Linked DNA regions of Anas platyrhynchos: region 1 is linked to region 2. The links are chromatin contacts, called in public Hi-C maps. All regions are on one chromosome and are shown on one strand. Each heading gives the region's core, a stretch centred on a gene start, on an enhancer-like site or on the middle of the called end of the contact. The rest is flanking DNA. Distances are from core to core; before and after follow the strand shown.

Evidence for each region. Hi-C and Micro-C count contacts between places; a contact is called where the count stands out from the background.
Region 1: a Hi-C map of skeletal muscle shows a contact between it and region 2, with 1.5 times the contacts expected there. The contact joins the enhancer-like site here to the promoter of TNFSF4 in region 2. A contact is called at or near these places in 3 of 8 Hi-C or Micro-C datasets (liver, skeletal muscle and subcutaneous adipose tissue).

The regions. Positions count from the first base shown.
Region 1 is chr8:16,760,405-16,765,118 of IASCAAS_PekinDuck_T2T, forward strand. The region is part of intron 5 of LOC113844284 (a long non-coding RNA gene); the gene reads right to left. Among named protein-coding and RNA genes, the nearest start is that of TNFSF4, 58 kb to the left of the region's middle. Within about 2 kb of position 2,572, at least 1 of the 8 cell types and tissues checked has an H3K27ac peak or open chromatin away from gene starts, as enhancers often do.
Region 2 is chr8:16,702,326-16,707,187 of IASCAAS_PekinDuck_T2T, forward strand. TNFSF4 (TNF superfamily member 4) reads left to right here and starts at 2,214. Exons shown (of 3, transcript XM_027462647.3): 1 at 2,214-2,607. The coding sequence starts at 2,395. It overlaps LOC113844284 (a long non-coding RNA gene), which reads right to left. Exons shown (of 11, transcript XR_011810939.1): 8 at 2,527-2,665; 9 at 1-1,523.

The sequences.
Region 1 (4,714 bases), core at 1,322-3,821, 58 kb after region 2:
GGCAGGAAGACCCGAAGCACTGCCCAGCTGTCTATCTGGCAAGTACTGCAGACAGTGAGGGCAACAGCAGACAGGAAACTTGTTCCTTCATTTCACAGCAAAGTTGAAAGTTTTGAGCTGTTTTCTTTCTTCACTGCTGTCAGAAGTCCCTCAGAGAAACAGTGCAGTCCATTATTTGGCAAATAGAAGCCCCTAAATAAGAACTGGGGGGGAGGGGGGAAATCATGCTTACACAGCTTCTTAGCTGAGCACAGCCATAGCTCTCCAAGCACTGGCCATATGACTGTTAAGAACAGTCCTTCCTCAGAAGCATTCACAAACAGCTTGTCTTGTGCTTAGTGCGTAAGTGGCTGTGTCTCCAAACCATGTTTGTGACCTTTAAAAAACATCTGAAACACCTGCATTGACACACGAAGGTCTGGCTTGTTTAAAACACCAGGGTGGAATTTGGACACTGATCCCCTGTGAAAAACTGGATCCACATTCAAAAACACATTCTTTGTTGTGCAGCTGGTACAGCCTTAGCCATACTCTTGAAACCCTGGCAATCATCAGGTGCTTTAGCCTTGGAGCTGAGATGTGGTGGCTGCACGATGGTTACATGAGATAATTGGTTCAAACAGGATAATGATCACCAAGCTTGCAATCAGATAACTTTATGATGGGCAAGCATCCAAGTTTGTTTCGTGTTTAACACCTGGAGCACTACCTGACTCATGTCACAGAAAATTAATCATTTGATGAGTGGAAGACTGGGGTAATTTGTTACATGTTAGAAGTGGTGAGAAGAGCAATACCGAGAGCAAGAAATCTGCTCAGGAGCTGCTGTGATTCACTGCTGTAGCTGTGGCCAATGTTGCACTTGTAGCTGCAGGAAAGGGTGGGTGATGAGACAGAGATGAAAGAGGGCCTTTCCAGGTCATTTGGCACTGCTGCCAACCTCCTGAAGGAATTCAGACCTCACAGATACACAGGGGGTTTTCCACTCATTTCATCACACAGCCTTTGCATACAGGCAGCACTACGCACAGGCTCACGTGTGGTGCAAAGAAATTATTTTAAGGGAGGCTGAGCTCTTGCATCTGGTATCTCAGACCACCTCGTATCCGGGTCACTGCTAGGTTGCGTTGCAGCAGTTCTGCTTTCCATGCATGAGATGTTTTCATTACCTCTTTCCCTTCACTCTCATTTTTCCCACATGATGAAATATTTGGTTACAAAGAGATGAGAAAAGCAGGATAGACTACCTAAGCCATTCTAGCACTCTTATTCATAAAAGGATCTTTCAACTGCTGCCTTCTGCAGTTACACTGCTCAATTTTGAAAGTGGCCAACACAAACACAGTCGATGAGAGCATGTGTGTACATGTGCAGTGGCAGAGCCCAGCAGCCAGAGGAAAACAATTCTTTTGGTGATAGTGTCTGTTGTATTTTTTTGTTTGGTTTGGTTGTTTTTTGTGCTGAAGAAGTAAGAAAACTGCATGATGCCAGTTCACACAGGTGTGCACTTAGATACGAGGCCATGAAGAATAGAGTAGGATTTATGACAAAGAAGAAATTTTTGCATGAGCAAGGCCCAGCAATTCAGTACTTCCTCATGAACTGACATCACTGAAGAAACAGCACTCTGCTTTTGACAGAAAGGATGAGACCACAAGTGCATTTTTACAAACAGTATTTGTTAACGAGAACATTTACCCTGTGTGTGCCTGAGCCAGGGGTGTTTCAGCAGCCTGGCTCTCCTGGGAGAGCCCTAGGACCTACTGCTGGGCCTCACTCTCTCCCAGCATCAACTGCACTCACCCAGGAGAGCTCTGAAAATGGAGATTGAGCAGCTACCATGGTTGGTCGATGCCAGTTCCTCACCACCCCTCCCTTTTAAAGATGTCTCTTGGTTTCAGCTTGATGGTTCCTCCACTACCATAGCTCAGGACTTTTTGCCTTGTCCACCACGGACCTGGGAAGCGTTTCATCTTCCTTCCTGCTTGTGCTTAAAATAAACAGTCTTCAAACAAGCTTAAGGCTATTATGACTGTAATCAGGCTTCTCCTTTTACATGCAATAGTTCCTGTTAATTTGATCTCTTAACCAAAACATACTTAAGACACCCAGGAAAGAGCAAGCAAGCTCCTACTCCAGTAACAAAAACGTCACGCTGACTTGCTAGAGCAGTCTAGTGATAACACAAGCTAATCCAGGAGCTCAGGCTCAAGATCTCAGAATAAAGTTATTAGCCAAGAAGCTGTTACTTTAAATTTAAACATATTTGATCTGAAGCTGAAAACAGACTAACCACTAAAAGCTACAGCCTCATTTCTTTCTGCACTGTCTACATTATGCAGGTGCAATGGAAGTTGTTGACAAATGTAAAATGAGACAACAGAAAGAATTTATGCTTCTTGCAAATATTTCTGGGTCCTGAACTGCTAACACCACTCAAGGAAACCCACATGGTTTGTTTTGTACAGCTCAGATAAAACAGGTCCTCAGGAGGCAGCCACAGGCAGAGGGCCACAGAGACAAGAGATCACAGAGACAAGAGATCAGAAAACACTGCGGTTACGCTGCCAGCATATCCCAAAGGACAGCACTTGACTGCTGCATCTCCCGTCTAGCTCAGTCCTGCTTCCTCCTGGCTCCCTCCTGCCCAGTTCCCACACAGCCCTCACCCTGCTCATCTCCCCCTCGTGTGACCCATTGCTTCCTGGCAGCCTTGCTGCTAATGCCAGCTCCCTCTGCTACAGACACCAACAGCTCTTCTGCTGCACATTTCACCATGCTTTACTCCATATGACTTTTCTTTTTCACTTAGGAACCAGCAGCATTGAGAGACCAAGGCAAATTCTTACCAATTGGTTCTGTAAACAGTAAAGCTATTTGCTGCAAATGCAAAATTACACAGGAAAGCCAAAGCCAGACAAGGAGACGGACCCACTTCAGACAATCACATCACTTGTCTGCCAAACAGGAACAAGTTCCTATGAAGGAGACGCAAACAGATCCTTAAATTGGCTGGCTTCAGACTCTTTTTTGCTTTAGTCACAAAATGGTGTGTTGCTGAAATCCATGTGGTTTCTCTGCCAAATTTCAACTGAGCTTGCCAGGGGCAGAGCGAACACCCTTCTGGGTGCAGGAGCGGCAGAGAGAGCTGCCTGGTCAGTGAGGAATACGCCCTGCAGCTCCAAACAGGAGGTGAACTGAGCAATTGGAGGTCATGTGAATAAGTTTGGCAGACTGACAATTAACTGTGAACAGCATTTAAGCATTTAATGGCATTCTCATTTCCCATCACAAGTTAAAGAACCAGGAAAAGTCTAGTAATTGCTAATCACCTACCAATAAAGGGAATTTGTTTGTTTGAGAAACAAGAACAGTTCTTCAGACTCCTTACAACTAACAAATAAACAGAGGTATTTGAGAATGCCTGAGATACGCCTATCCCTGCTGAAAAACAAAGTTTGGAAATTCATTGTGTGTAGTTCCCAAAATGCATTTGTAACAAAATATGAGATCAGGGGTTGAAGTTTAAGGATGTTTCCCCACATATTTTCAAATGCTTTCAAGATACACTATCATTCTAACTTCAGCATAAGTGAAACTCTGGGTGAAGGGTGAGATAATAAATTTGCTCAAACGTTCACAATAGTGAAACCTGAAGAGTCACAGAAGGCTCTCTTGGCCCATGGTAAGAGAACAGAAAGCTGTCAGGTCACTGTCAATAAAAGCCTTGTTTCTTCACATCTGGTGAAGAAAGTCTGCCAACATACGCACATTCCAATCCTTCCTGAATTAATTGCACCCAATGACCTTGTGCAGGATACTCTGAATATGCCAACTCTGCACTCACGAAACACAACAGTATTAGGATTGTCTTAGAAGACACTAGAATTAGAAAGGTCGAAAGAGAGGCGAGGTGAACAGCAAAAGCTTAGAATTTGAGGAGAGATTAGGCAAAGAAGGATCTTTCAGCCTGGAAAACATTACCAGACACACAACTACAAGTTATAAGAGCATAAATAGGGGAGGATTATTTATTTGTTATTGTACAGGATTGAGGGGCAGTAGTGACACTTTCAGGCAGCACATGTATAGGAACCAAAAGTAAATTGTTTACCTTACAGCACAGAACTAAGCAGACTGGAGACTCCTGCCCATGGACAACTTCAAAGGACAAAAGTATAAGCAGTTTTGGAATTGAACAACACAGTGTAACCTTCTAAAATCTGTAAACGTTTTGCTGTTAAACATGACAACCTAAATCAGAAATTGCTAGAAGTCAAACCGTGCACATGCTCAACATGCTGCTCTCTTCTGAAAGCATTTCCCATCAGCTCCTCCTAGGGGCACAACCTAGGGCCAAGGTAGGCTTTGCTCTGACACTCCGTGGCAAGGGGACTCACAGAAGAACCCTCAACATACATTTCCATATTTTTCTGCCTTTGGTAAATACATTTGCTCTTTCCTTTGTTAAGCACAATTCCTCACCGGGCTTGAATTTTCATTTCCTCATGACTTCATTAAGGAGGGAGGGAGGAAAACATCCACCTCCCATAGAAGAAAGGTGTGTCATGGACATACAAACTTATTTTTCTGAAGGAAAAAAAATATATAATAAAACCAGCTACTTTCACTAGAAAATGCCTTTGTGGATTTTGTAAGCTGCAGATGATATCTGAACACCCACTTTCTTTGTTCCTACTGGAGAGTTAACACC
Region 2 (4,862 bases), core at 964-3,463:
CATAGGTGTTCATGCGGCTGCTGAATGAGCTGTCCTCTTTCCTGTTTCGGACACGATGCCAGAGACATTACTTGAAATGTAGCTTTCGATCCGCGGTGCTACCCATGTTGTTAACCCATGCTGAGCGACACTTGCACTGGGGGAGTACAGAAATGACGAGGCAATTTCAGAAATACATATGCACAACCTCCACCCACATTTTCAGGGTACATTCTTTTAGAAACAAAACCAGTGCAAGATCCAAAGTCAGGGAGGGAGATGGGCGAGAGAGCGTGTCTGCTTCAGAGGCTCGCCCAGAAATGGGAGTTATGGGATCACACGAGCTGGGAATGTCTCAGCTTGGCACCCCTGGCATTTTTGCAGAAACTAAGCAGCGTCAGCAAACCTGAGTTTCCTTTCCTGGAGGAAGCAGGGAGGGAGAGCGCGGGGCAGAGCAACAACCCTGGCGGAGCTGCTCTGGCACACGGCAATGTTTGCTCTTCCAGGAAGGCAGGCGTGGTGTGACGATTGCTCTCTCTTTCTGTGATTCCCCACTGAAATACAGACAAAATTGCTGGTAGGCTGTGCAAGACCTGCAGCCAGCTGCCTCTGCAGTCACTCGCTGGCGGCTCTCGCTGCAGGTAGGAAGGCAGGTACGGGGCACCTCTGGCCCCACGGTGCTCCTCTGTGCCTGCCTGCTTCAGCCATGGGGACCGTGAGCAATGGGGTCTGCCCCAAGACGTGCCAGAAGCGGCACCAACTCCTCTCACCATTGCTGCTGTCATATTTGGGGACGAGGAAAGAGGGCTAGGGAGGTTCGGTGGGCTGTGGCTCAGCCTGAGGCTCCAGCACCTCTGGTGAACGGCTGCTGGCAAAAGCGGGATTGGAATTATCTATGCACCCAAACAATGGAAAATTCAGAAGCTGAACATTTTTCTGTATGTTTCCATGATTTCCAGGTTGTTCTTGAGACGAATACCAGAGTGCATTACTGACTTGATCTATCAGCTTTTGGCAACTTGGAGGTTATTGTTCAAGAACAAGTGGGTTGAGAGCTCAGTGTCCTCATAGCAGTTTGCTTACCCAACTGCTGCACTCCCCAGTTTGTTCAGTTCATGTTTATAACAAATTTCCTTGCCCAAATGGAAAAAGACATGAAAGAACATTACCCTTGCTTTCTGTGCATGCAGGGTACATGTTTGACAAAAGGACACGTGCCTTGTGACTGAGAGAAAACATTTTGGGAAGGGAAACCTTCTGCCAACTCAACCCTGAAAGACAGACACATGAAACACTCCCAACGGGCCCGATCCTCAGCAGGAGGAGGTAGCACCTGACTTCAGCTGCAAAATGCTAATTTACAGCAGAAAAACTCTGGCTGAAAGCTTGGTGGAAAGAGCAGTGCTGGATGGCCCCAAAAGAGGGTATGAAGCCTTGTCAACCGAAATGAGCACAGGAGCTGGCTCTTGCTGTGGACAACTGACCTGCATCAGCTCCCTGTGTCACACATGAATGTCACAAGACGACCAAGCAACAGGAAGGTGCTGGGAAGAGAGACAACAGAGGAGAGTTTAATACAATCCCTTAGACACATATAGGAAAAATTGCATTTCAAGTTCTTGGTGTCCCAAGAAACAGGCAATCCTCTTCCACAAGTGAAACCTGCATGGCCCAGGGGTGTCCCTCCGAGTGCCTTCCCCAGACTGCAGGTTTCACTGAGCGCAAAAAGGGATGTTCCCAGAGTAGTTCCCCATTTTCTCCCTCTTAAGTTTCATGCAGCATCCCACGGCCATAAAGCTAGAAGACAAAGGTGAGGAGAAATGGAGGGTGCACATTTTTGCCTCTAGTTCTTTATGCTGCCTGCCTGTCTCACTCACATCTTCTCCTATTAATTGGTTCTTCATTGCAAAGAGATTTCGGCAGCATCATATACTACCCACAAGGGAGGCAGACAGCCCTGTAAACCCCCAACCTAAGGCTGAACAGGAAGATGAGAGTTTTTACTGTCAAAAGATTGAGCAAAGAGATCAGTGTCCATCCAACTCTTAGTTATTGTTGGAAATGTCACGTATATATTAAGAGATTTACAGCTGAAGTTATGAAAGACATAAACACTTCTCTACTTTCAAAGGGCCTTACTCAAAACTGAACTGGGATGCAACAAATCAGCCCCCACGTTCACCAAAGAAAAAAAAAAAAAAAAAAAAAAAAGAAAAGAAAGAAAGAAAGAAAGAAAGAAAGAAAGGAAGGGGAAATTCAGATTAGTCACAAAGAAGTTCCCCCGCCTGCTTCTTGGTGCACATAAAACCCTCTCCTGAAGGCACTGTGTTCATTTCATTTCTGCCCCTGGGACGGGAGCACCTATCTCTTCTGCCCCGTGCTCCCCAGGCTGTGCTTGCTGGCAGCGTGGCTGTGATGGACGGACAGCCAGATGCGGAGCTGAGAAAGCAAGACGATCAGATGGACTGCGAAAGAGAACCTGCTGGCATGAGTAGCGATGAGTGGAAGAGCTGGAAAAGAGGGCAGGTTAGGAGGAACACGCTGCACCTGGTGTCCGCGGCTGCTCAGTGGATATTACTGCTTGCCTGCGTGGTTTATCTTGGTCTAGACTCTCTGCAACTCTCGACGGTAAGAGCTCGTGTTCCACCCGTTCTCTGCTGGCCTGTAAACTTTTGTATGGGCTTTTCTGTAAGAAAAGAAAACAACAAAAAAAAAGCTTTTAGGCTTACCCTATTCTAGCCACAGGTATTGAATGCATTCCTTAATAACTATCGCTCGTTTTTTATATCTTTTGCCCTCAAAACAACTCCAAGTATTGCGAAGTTGAGCTTTGGGGACTAGGTTGTCAGGAGGTGAGCTCATTCCAGGCAGGGGACTCTGCCCAGCAGTGCTGGAGCCCAACAAACCCCATGGGACAAGGGCTGCCTCCTTGCGGCTCTGGCCTCACCACATCAGCAGCTGTTGTTGGAGCTGACTTGCAGTGACTCACACGTGTTCACTTTAATTAAAAGGGATCATCTGAGCAGCTGGTTGCTTTTAAATAAGGACAAGTTGAAGGATCAGAAGCCAGGCTTCTCATATCACCTTCTGACCTGTTAAAATGTACTATATGTGTAGGTAGATATGTTGGAAAGCAAGCTAGCTTCTGACAGCTCTAGCGAGACCCTTTCCGTGCTCCCAGCCTGTGCACATGCTGGGCTCTGGGAATAGTCATCTGTATCTGCAGAGGACAGTAAGTGCCCCTCTGTGTGTACACGAGAGACAGACTCTGATTTCGTGACCAGAGAGAGTTTCATTTATACATAACACCACTCCAAAAAATATACAAAAGAGAAATGCCTGAGACTTGCAAGATTTTAGTAAAAAATGAAGCAAATATGTTTTCCTCTTTTGTGTGTTTGCAAACTGGTGGATTGCCAACAACTTTTTGCTGCTATTTCAGTATCACTTATGCGCTAGTTACTTCTCCTCCCACATCTTCTCCAAGAGCTAGGTTAACACTGTAAAGTATGTTGTGCTTCATCTTAACAGAGTTCACTCTTTCCTCCCACTTAGGCTTGGCAGAGAAACAAGCCAGGCGTATAACCCTGCAAGGGAGAGATGGCCTCATGCTCTGGGTCCCCTGCTGTTTAATGAAAACTCTCAGGCTGCATGCAAGTTTCACTGGCTTGCACCTCACAGCACTTGTTAGACTTCAGAATGATAGCACTGATGCCACTAAAAGATAACACATTTCATTCATTTCAGAGCTCTTCTCCTTTTAGTATTTTTTTTATTGAGAGAAGTTGCTCTGGAAGCCAATGTAGAAGGCCAAGCTATCCCACCCTGCTCAAGGTGTAGAAACCTCTCTGGGGTCACACTCTGGTTGTGACTCCTTGTCTCTCAGTAGTTCTCTATTCTGTGAAAATGTTAACTCCAATCCTCCTCCTCCAAAGGACGATGGCAGGGGCTAGCACTGACAGCACTGTCTGTCAGCCCTACAAACCCGAGGCACCAGCAGCTGGGAAAGGTACACGGTGCAGGCTTGGAGTTTCCCTTCCTCAATAGAAACGACTGAATCAGGGTGATCAGGGAGCAGCGACTGCAGCAGATGAAAAGTCCTGGCTCTGGGAGTCACCACAGGACCCTTTCAGTTTGAAATGTTTGTTGAGAGCTGGTTTCCATAATTCTAGGCAGACGGCCACGGCATCCTGCTCTGACTGCACCACGCTGCGCGGGAAGGTCTCCCAGGCTGTACCTGGGGGGATTTCATAGCATGGGAATTACAGGGTGTGGTAGGATAACTGTGGACTGACCTTATAAATGCCTACAGTAGAAGGAGCAGTATTAATCTGACTTGACTCTCAGGGCAGGCTCTTGAGCACTGGAGTGATCAAGAAGTCACTTCCCTGCTCTTGGGAAGCTCCTTCTGCTCCCAGGGCTGGAGAGTGCCACGCTAGCCGTAACAGCCAGACACAGCTGTGCTTTTTTCAGAGCAAGAGCACATCTAATTATTTTTGTCATATGAAAAAAAAAAAAAGACACCCTGGAGTATTCGGTGAAAACACGGCACAAACAACACACGTTCAAGAAAGACAGCGTCTGCGCTGCGCTTAACAAAAAAGTACGGCAAGCTGGTTTGTATCACAATGCAGCTTGAAAAGCAAGCCTCAGCTATGATTTCCAAAGGAACGACTACTAAAAATGATAGTGATCGGTAGTCAGCTTTTGTATCTGCAGTGCTCATGAGTTCCCATCTCTGCTGGAGTCACCTCTTCTTGCCAAGGCAGCTGGGAAAAGACCAAGGGCAGGCCACTTGCAGGCACAGTCAGAGGGCATGAAACTCCCCGGTGGTGGATGCAGGCAAGGTTGGGCAGGCGTGGGATGTTCAAAGGCTCCTAATG